Regions from separate parts of the Sus scrofa genome. Here region 2 is linked to region 1. A link is a contact called in public Hi-C data. All regions are on one chromosome and are shown on one strand. The core of a region is the stretch at or near the end of the contact, and the rest is flanking DNA. Distances in the headings are between cores, read along the strand shown. Region 1 holds the start of NDUFV3 (NADH dehydrogenase [ubiquinone] flavoprotein 3, mitochondrial). Region 2 holds the start of U2AF1 (splicing factor U2AF 35 kDa subunit).

Region 1 (4,826 bases), core at 72-2,571:
CCATTGAGGAGATGGGAGAACAAATCCGAAATCCACTTCCCCAAAGGTGACGGGCTTGCGATGACGATGGGACGAGGAAGCAGGTGGTCTTAGGTGCGGGGAAAGGAGGTTGCAGGCAGGGAAAGGCTGAGTCACACGACTCCTCATGGGAGCCACATCAAAAATGGAAGCCCTTAGCATGATCTGAGTTTGGAGTCTTCAGCCCTCTTAGCTCCAACGACAAATGGCACAGGCCCGGTTTCGGTCTTGGTGATTCCAACCAGTCTGAGCTGGCTTGAACCTGACAGAAGCCCACTCCCAACTCTGGGAAAACCACTAAAGCCTCTGTCACTATAGGTCACAGGGTTATCTATGGGGGGAGGTGTGTTAAGGGGTCCAAAGTAATTAAGTTGAGTTTGGTCAGTGAAGGCAGGTTAAAAGCCGGTTAGTTTCTGGCCAGCTGTTCCCTCAGCTGCTGTTTTATTAGGGAAGCTCAAGAATTTCTGTTAGTCACCTAACAGAAGCTTCTGTTAATCTTATATGACTTTTTTTTTTTTTAAATCCTTTGGGGCACAATTTCATGGGGGAATCTGTTTTGCCCATGTATCTTGTGACCAGAATGAATCTCCAGCCTTAGCCAAGGTGGAGGGACTCTCCCGGATGGAGTTGAGGTGTGGACAGGCTCCTCCGAATCCAGCAGTGGCCGTGGTGAGAAGGCAGGATCAATAGTTAGAGGGGAGTTACCGCTGGGGCACAGTGGGTTAAGGGTCCCCTGTAGCGGCTGGGGTCCTGCATGGTGCAGGGTGGATCCTCTGCCAGGAGCAGTGGGTTAAAGATCCGGCATTGCCACCGCTGCGGCTGGGATTCAGTCCCCGGCCTGGGGAACTTCCATATGCCGAAGGTGTGGCCATAAATATATATATATAAATATGGAGAAGAAAGGCTAACCACACCTACGCCATGTTTATATCTAACTTGGGGGAGTCATTGCACTGCAAGCAATAAACCCTCAGGTAAAATAAAGCTTGCATTTCTGAACTGCCCAGCTAAGAGACTAGCGCGGTCCACGGCGCCACCTGCCCTGCTGGACGACCACAGGGAACCATGCGGTCGGAGAGCGACAATGGCACCCGCCACACCCACCTCGGTGTCCCCGCGCCCAGGCCCAAGGGTCACCCGGGTCAGAAAGAACAACCCGCCTGCGCCTGGCGGCTCTTCCCGGGGGCGTGGCTTCGAGGCGCGGCGCGGGGAGGCGGCCCGGTTGCGCGCGCAGGACCTCGGGTGTGGTGCGCGCGCAGCGGCCGCTGCCCCGCCCCTCGCCGTCCCTGCCTGTGATTGGCCTCCTCCTTCAAGGGGGCGGGCCGCCACGCGTCAGTCCGGGGCGACCTCCGCCCTCCCGGCGCGGCTCCGGGCGGGCGCGTAGGAGTCACAGCCATGGCGGCCTCGCTTCTGCTGCGGCAAGGACGGGCCAGGGCGCTGAAGGTAAAGCGGTGCCGAGCCGGCGGCCGGGAGCCCGTGGAGCGCCGGGGCGAGCCTGCGGCCCTGACGGTCACTCCGGCCGTCCCGGGACGCCCTGACCTCGCTTCCCTGGCCGAGGAGAGGGCGCTGGGTGCGGGGAATGGGGGGCCGGGCCCGGGGCGTGGCCTGGGTCATTGCAGCCCCCGGTGTGCTGTCCAGGCCACGGACAGGTGTGGGGCCGCAGAGGTCCCGCCCGATCAGCGTTAGAACCGTTGAGGACAGTGTCTTTATTGCTTATTTAACTCGAGAGGAAATGAGGGAATTTTCAGGCGCTTGGTTGGCCGGGTAGCTTACTTGGCAGCCACAAGAAGGACCAGGCTGGTCCTTTTTTTTTTTTTTTTTTTTTTTTTTTTTTTTTGGTATTTTTAGGGCCGCATCCGCGGCATATGGAGGTTCCCAGGCTAGGGGTCCAGTCGGAGCTGTAGCCGCCGGCCTACAGCACACCCCCAGCAACGCGGGATCTGAGCCGCGTCTGCGACCTACACCACAGCTCAGGGCCACGCCGGATCCTTAGCCCACTGAGCGAGGCCAGGGATGGAACCTGCGTCCTCATGGATACCAGTGAGATTCGTTTCCACTGCGGCAGGACAGGAACTCTAGGCTGGTCTTTGGAGAAAGAAAGGCTTCCTTTCTCCATGTAGAAAAAGCCAAGTCCCCTTCACTCTGTTTAAAATTAGAAGGGGCTCTTGTTACAAAAGCAAAAGCTAATGGTTGCAAAATCAAGTGCAAAAGGTGGACGACATCTCTTGTCCGAGAGTCCACTACTTACCCTACTCACCTAGTTTTTTAAGCTGTCATGTAAACATATACACACATGCTTCTGTCATAAGCATAAGAAGCAAACGTTTCACCTTCACCTGTGTGCTGTAAGCGCCTCTGCTCTGTGTCCAGCACTGGAATAGGACCCAGCACACAGTAGGCCTTGGTAAATATGTGCTGAGTGAGTTAATGTGCTATGCAATGTTTTCCACTTACCATAGATGGTAGACAGTGTTGAAACCACTGCTATTCATCTACCTTGTTTTTAATGGGTAGATAGTGCTTCTATTTAAGCACAGGAAAACATTTTACAAAATGAATCGGTATTTTGTAGGTCGGTAGTTAATTGGAGATTACAAGAAAGTGTGCTCAGGTAAAAGTCTGGTTGGAAAAATACCCAGCTGTTAGCAGCGACAGTCCTTGAACTCCGGTGTTTTTTTCCTTGCAGCTTTTTTTTGTGTTTTCCGAAATTTCCATAATGCACATAGATTATGAAAATTGTAATAACCATTAGAAATATGCCCTATGAATGCAAGGCACGTATATGTTGTAATATAGTGTTCGTGTTGTAATAACTGTTGGCATATTTCTCAGGTGTCTGTGTGCGTTCCATCCTTTTGACAGACGGTGCTCCTAGAAGGAGGAGTATTTCGCGGACTCGCTCCTGCAGTTTCTCTCTCTGCAGAATCAGGAAGGAATGAAAAGGAACGGCCACCGAATCCTAAGAAGCAAAGTCCACCAAAAAGTAAGATTCTGATGGTCGTCATAAGGGAGAGAGAATGCAGAGTAAAGAATCAGCTTCGCAAGCATGAAAAGGAGTTTTACTTGCTGCCTAATTTGACTCTTCATTCCCAGCAGGGTCCAGATTATAACCAGACCTAAGATCTGCAATAGATTTTAGACCCAACACAGTAGTGACGTAACCGTAACCATCTTTGATGCATCATGTAGCCCTGTTTTGGTTCTGTCTGTATTTTCTTTTTTCTTTTTAACTTTTTTTTTTGGTCTTTTTAGGGCTGCACCCACGGCATATGGAGGTTCCCAGGCTAGGGGTCTAATCGGAGTTGTAGCCTACGCCACAGCCACAGCAACGCCAGATCCTTAACCCACGGAGCGAGGCCAGGCATCGAACCTGCAGCCTCTTGGTTCCTAGCCAGATTCGTTTCTGCTGCGGCACGTCAGGAACTCCTCTGTCCGTGTTTTCTAAATGCCAAACTCCAGTGTAGCAATGGCAGGCAGGGTGTAAAGGCTCTGGCACTTGGTGGCCCTGATCTAGTCCCATCCTGGCCTGAGGGAGCCGTGACCCCCCTTGTTTTTCTTCCCTGCTTGTGACTTTGGTCGGTGTCAGGCTCAGCTGTGGTCTCCCAGGCTTTGCTTGGCCCCAGTCCAGGATCGCAGGGGGCCTTTGTGGCTGCAGACTCGGTCCAGAGCAGGGCCCTCCCACCGTGACGCACTTTGATGAAGCCTGTTTCCAACCAGTTTCCAGCTCTTCCCACAGTCACATTGACTTTTATCCCTAGTTTTTGACTTTTTATCCTGAATCCAATGTAGTAAACCCTCGTGGAAGGAAAATAGGAAACACAACAGTCCATTTTAGCTACTTCTGGGCCTTTTCTCCTCGCTGCTCAGTACCAGTAACTGATGGTGCTGCAGGTCCATTGCCTTTAGTCCTAATTGACGAAACGTCAGTCACCTCTTAAGATACGTACGTAACATGTACAGTCTCTTTGCAAATCTTTGACCAGCTGGGGTTTAGAAGGGTAACTTGAGTTTGTCTTATTTTCATCAAAATGTCATTTCCTCAATTTGATCATTTGCAAGTGTGTGGATGCTTTTCGTCTCTCCAGCTGCACACAAAGAACGGGTAGGTTATGAAATACTGCTGCGTTGTTGAGTGAGCCGGCCTCCGACTGCCTCTCACATGCCCTCGGCCCTGGCTGAGGAAACGCACCCTCCCCGTGGTGTCTGTGTGTCCATCCACCAGAGGCCTGGATTTAACAGCAGCATTGTCGTATTCTCTCCTGTGCTTGCTGCATTTTTTTTTTTTTTTTTGTCTTTTGGCCATTTGCTGGGCTGCTCCCGTGGCATATGGAGGTTCCCAGGCTAGGGGTCCAATCGGAGCTGTAGCCACCAGCCTACGCCAGAGCCACAGCAATGCGGGATCCCAGCTGTGTCTGCGACCTACACCACAGCTCACAGCAACGCCGGATCCTTAGCCCACTGAGTGAGGCCAGGGATCGAACCCACAACCTCATGGTTCTTAGTTGGATTCGTTAACCACTGAGCCACTCTGGGAACTCCTGCCTGCTGCATTTTTAATGCTGGGGTTCTTTTGTAATTTTCAATTTATCCACTTTCTAATAGGTATCTTAAATATAAGGCCTCTGCTCCACGAATCACCCTTTTAGAAACGTGCTATATGTGAGGAGAAATGGAGCACTTAGCCTCTGACAGTGTGAACGCAACACTGAGCGAGGAACTGGCCTTGGGCTCACACAGCCGCTCCCTCTGGACTCGGCAGGGCCCTGCCGGCCTCTGAGCCCCTTCGTGCTGAGTGGGGTCAGCCTGCC
Region 2 (4,851 bases), core at 360-2,859, 150 kb after region 1:
GCTCCTTGAGAACAAGATCCAGACTATGCATCCTTGAGTGCCCAGAGACTGGCCTCCAACAAACGTCCTAGAGGATGACTGATGATTCTGTCTTGTGAGTTTTGCTAGGAAAAAAAAAAAAAAAAAAAAATCCCCTCCTCCAAGTGACAGGAAATTCGGGAATATGTGAGAAAAGACATTTTACAAGATCGACTGCACCCTGGAAAACAGAAACAACTTGAAAGTGTTTGATAAAGTAGTATCAAAACGTTATCTACACCAAACTTAGGGGTTTATCATTAAAAACACATTCGCATAAGCCTCGTACAGCCTTGAAGGATCCCGAGATGTGAACCACTTACCCAAAGAATAAAATAAGCTTAGTCTTTAGGTTTGCGAACTAACAATTATCCTCCAAAGTGTCTGAAAACATTCCCCTTAGTCTAAACTTTGCATTGGAAATTCATACGTGGCAAAGTCAAAAATATTTTAAAAACTTCAGGCTAGCCATCGCTTAGGGAAGACACACAACCTTAAAAAAGAAAAAACTCTCTACCTCGTTCTTATGTTGGAATTGCATTTTCAAGTGTTCTAGAAGCAGATTGTGCCTCTTAGGCTAGTTAACCGTAATCTCATCAAACGTCCTTACGATCAGCCCAGATCATCGATTAAGCACAGAGGAGCCTTATTAAGTGGATAAAACCCCAACGGTTCGGACCCTAAGTTACCAGACGATTTAACTCGGGCGAGGTCTGTACTACGGCTTGCCCGACGCGACCTCAAAAGCTGAAAGTTGCGGGGATTGGCAACGCTGACAACTTCAGCGCAACTCGGACGGCTCCGGAGACCCGGGGGCGCGGGGGCCCCGTCGCCGGTAGGTGGGCCGCCGAGGCGCCCCGGGCGGGAGCAGCCGCGCCGCCCGAGCGGAAGCCCGCCGCCCGCCCGGGCCCGTCGCCCGCCCGCTCGGGCGCACGAGGCGGCGGCGCGGCTCCCGAGGCCGGAAGGGCCGCCGCTCCCCTCCCCCGCCGGCCCGCCGGGCCTCCCGCCGCCTCCCAGGCCCCGAGGCCGAGCCCGCTCGCGCGCCGCCCGCCCCCGCGGCCCGAAACCCGGCGGCCGGTTCCCACTCACTTGTCTTTCTCGGTGCCGAAGATGGAGGCCAAGTACTCCGCCATTTCCCACCCGCCGCCGCCGCCGCCGCCACCGCCGCCGACGACCCCGCCCGACGCCCGCGGGAGACGTCACCCGGACGCGACGACGCTCGCTCCGCCCCGACGGCGCGGGGGTCGCTGCCCAATCCGAAGAGGCGCTGCCTGCGCGTGGGCGGGACTTGGCGGGCACGGGAGGTGCCGCCCGCCAGCGCCCCCTTCCGGCACTCCCCCTGCCCCGCACCCGCGCTTCCAGCTCCGCCGGCCCGCGCTCCCAGCGCCCTGGGCCCAGGCCGAGGTCCCCGACCCCGCCGGCGCCCCCGGAGGGCCCGGGGAAGCCGAGCACGCAAACGGCGGTCGGGAGGCGGCGGGTAGGGGCTTCTCCACGCAGTCCCCGGGGCTAGGCCCGGGGCGCGCGTGCCCCGCTTGGGCGGGTTCTGCGGAGCTCTGCGAGGTGCAGGCTCCCCTTCCTCGTACTTTCGCTGTGGGACAACCCCGCCCTCACCGCCTTTCGAGCCCTTCCTCCGGGAAGATCCCCCGCTCCTCCAGCGCCCTCGTGGGTTGGAACGGAGCCGGGGTGGCCCAACGCCGCGGGCCCCGGGAAATGCGCCGCTAGGGCCTGGGCCCGACCGGGAAAAGCCTGGCGGGTTCGGAGGCTCCGATCGCCCAGGAGGCCGACTGCGCGAGACCCACTGCAAAAACCAGGGGCGGCTCTGCTTTAGGGACGTCTAGTAGCTCCCGGCGCGTAAACCCTAAAAGCCCCGGAAGAGCCTCGGCGCGGGGAAGCTCCGGGGAGAGGGGCCGGGCAGAGCTGAGCACGAGGTTACAGACCCACGGGGGCGCCGGACCCTTCCCCCAGAGCTATCCATCTCCGGTTACCCTAGTTTGTTCTGTTTAGGGCAGTTCCTTTCCACCCACCGTTTCCCCCACCTTGCCTTTTTTCATGTAACCTTACATCCTGGAGGTGGCTCCGAAGGACTACGTGGTCATGTCCTGACCGCTTTTGTGGCTCCACTGTGTGGTGGTGAATCGCTTATTCAACCAGTCCCCTGTGGATGGGCACATGGATTGTTGCCAGTCTCACTTTTACTAGCAATCCTACACCAAGTGCCCTCCTGCGGGCTTCTTTCTGTTTGGGGGGCAGATGGACACTTGTTGTATTTGCTCCGCCAGCGCTGCAATCTCAGGGGTTCCCATGTAAACTGAAGAAGCAGCATGGACGTTTATTCCTAGAGGAGGACTACACAAACATTGTTTTTCTAGCAGAAATGTTTACTATTTTGGTGGTCTCTAGGGTGTTAAAATTTGGTATAAGACACATTTGAGAGTGATTTTCATGCTAAGGGCAAATGGTGATCAGACGCTCGTTGAGCCCCAGAGTGGTTCCGAGGACCCTGGACGTCCTTGTGGTTTGAGAATCTCTGTTTATGTAGTGGGTGTCATAGCAGCGGCTGTGATCCTATTTGTACTGTTGGGAAGGGGGACCTTTTCCCCTCTGCTTGTCTTGGGTTCTTGTGGCTGGACCTACAGTAAAACTGACACTGGACGGATGAGCAGGAGTTTCCCTGTGGCACAGCTGGTTAAGGGTCTCGCGTTATCATTTGCTGTGGCCTGGGTTCACTCCCTAGTGGGGAAACTTCCGCATGCCTGGGGGGTGAGGCCAAAAATAAATAAACAGGAGAAAAAGAAACTTTCTAATTCATGCTTGCATGGAGGTTGCATAGAAATGGGACCTGAGAAGCGGCCAAAGCAGGCAGCTTTTATACATTTTAGATAAAGAAATGGTGAAATTGTGAGGAATTGACAGGACAAAAAGCTCCTGTTGGGGTTCCAGTTAAAGAAGCAGCATAGTTTGTTTATATGAATCTTCTTGCCCCCAAGTCCCCATCTCTGACCACAAGGGGAGTCCGTCTACCTCCAGATGCAGGGAGGGCCTCTTTCTTGTGAGGTTTTATTTCCACCTCTCGGGGGACAGAAGGACGCTTGCCTTGGTCATTTCTTAAGTACTTTAATTCAAAAAAATCGGGAGTTCCCGTCGTGGTGCAGTGGTTAACGAATCCGACTAGGAACCATGAGGTTGCGGGTTCGGTCCCTGCCCTTGCACAGTGGGTTAAGGATCTGGCGTTGCCGTGAGCTGTGGTGTAGGTTGCAGACGCGGCTCGGATCCCATGTTGCTGTGGCTCTGACGTAGGCCGGTGGCTATAGCTCCGATTGGACCCCTAGCCTGGGAACCTCCATATGCCGAGGGAGCGGCCCAAGAAATAGCAAAAAGACCAAAAAAAAAAAAATCAATATGCTGTTAAGGCACGTTTTGAGGTGGCCTATCCCGGACCCCGACAGTCCTCATGGTGCGGGGGGGGGAGCTCCCTGGGGTCTCTTACAAGGGCGTTAATTCCATGCGTGAGGACGCTGCCCTCATGACCTAAACACCTGCCAGAGGCCCTCTGCAAACACCACCACATTGGGGGTCAGAACTTAACACACTGGGGCGGGCGGAGGTGCATGTGTGGAAGTGTCTTGTCTAAGGCAGGTGATTGTGAACCTCCCTGGACTAAGCGTTCGCATTTGTTAACGGGATCAATACCCCCTGCCTGGGAGGGTGGTGTAGGACACTTTGAGGCACTCTCTGTAGGGGCGCAGACTTTGCCGCTCCGACATGTGCCACCTTGGCCTGAGGATTAGTTCAGGCTGGTTATTTTTAAGAGAGAGGACTCGGGAAGTCTCTCATTTTACCTGTCCCCTCCCCCGCCCCCCAGCTGCCTAAAGAATTTAGATAAAAGACCCTTTCCTGAAATAGAGCCATCACAGAGAGGTCTGCAAAAGCACATGGCCCGTGGGACGGGGAGACCCAGGGATCAGAGTCCACGGTGTCCCCCTGTCTCTGCACGCCCCCCCCCCCCCCCCGCCAAACATTTGTTTACCAAACATCTGCTTCTCCATCTCTGTGTGAATTGCCTTCTGCCCCTTTGAAGTCCCAAACCACGAACCACAACACCCTTTTTCGTCTGGAGCTGAAGATGGTGTTTAAGCTGATAGCCCCTCTGGTGAGCTGCTTGGTTTTCCTGGGTCTGTCCTGTGTACACGTCATTAAACTGTTGTGTGATGTTCTCCTGCTCATCTGTCTCAGGTCAGTTTAATTCCTCGGGCAGCCAGGAGAACCCAGAGCAGCCGAGGGCAAGGTCTTCCTTTGCAGCACGTTGGCCTCTGCTCGCTTGCTGGCCTGGGAGCTCTTTGAAGACCCCGGTTCTGCCTTTTTGTTGATTCCCTGGTCCAAACAGACCCACAGTCTGTTATCTGCAATATGCCAAAATGCAAAAAAGCTCTGAAAATGGAGAGGCTTTCTTCCCCCAAGTTTGGTGCCAAGATTCAGCTTGCTGCCCCACTCTGACCCGAGGTCCAGGCACCTCTGTTGTTCTCGGATGGATGGATGTCGTGTGCATTTTAACTTTTAAATTGTACTTTTCCTTTTGTGACTTGGGGTTCATTTGCACTATTCATGTGTTAAAAAAGAGTTCAAGACACCCCCTTGCTGGCTGTGGGAAGGGCACAGACACACAGGCCCTGCCGATATCGGGAAGCCGGTGATGTCAGGACCCACTGAGACATGCGGTCTTGGAGACCGAAGGACAGACAGTTGAAGCTTCACAGTATAGGTGCTGCCTGAGACCCCCTGAGCCCCGGAAATGGCTGAACGTGGTGGGGGAGGGGGCGGGGGTGCTCTCAGCCC

What was found. Hi-C and Micro-C count contacts between places; a contact is called where the count stands out from the background.
Region 2: a Hi-C map of alveolar macrophages shows a contact between it and region 1, with 2.6 times the contacts expected there. The contact joins the promoter of U2AF1 here to the promoter of NDUFV3 in region 1. A contact is called at or near these places in 2 of 5 promoter capture datasets (fetal liver and liver), 7 of 47 Hi-C or Micro-C datasets (alveolar macrophages, embryonic fibroblasts, fetal liver and 4 more) and 1 of 2 datasets of contacts at active chromatin or transcription factors (alveolar macrophages).

What each region holds. Positions count from the first base shown.
Region 1 is chr13:206,110,016-206,114,841 of Sscrofa11.1, forward strand. NDUFV3 (NADH dehydrogenase [ubiquinone] flavoprotein 3, mitochondrial) reads left to right here and starts at 1,322. Exons shown (of 3, transcript XM_021071042.1): 1 at 1,322-1,461; 2 at 2,881-3,001. The coding sequence starts at 1,414. LOC106505505 (a long non-coding RNA gene) reads right to left here and starts at 1,230. Exons shown (of 3, transcript XR_001299987.2): 1 at 1-1,230.
Region 2 is chr13:206,256,088-206,260,938 of Sscrofa11.1, forward strand. U2AF1 (splicing factor U2AF 35 kDa subunit) reads right to left here and starts at 1,610. Exons shown (of 8, transcript XM_021071048.1): 1 at 1,108-1,610. The coding sequence starts at 1,151.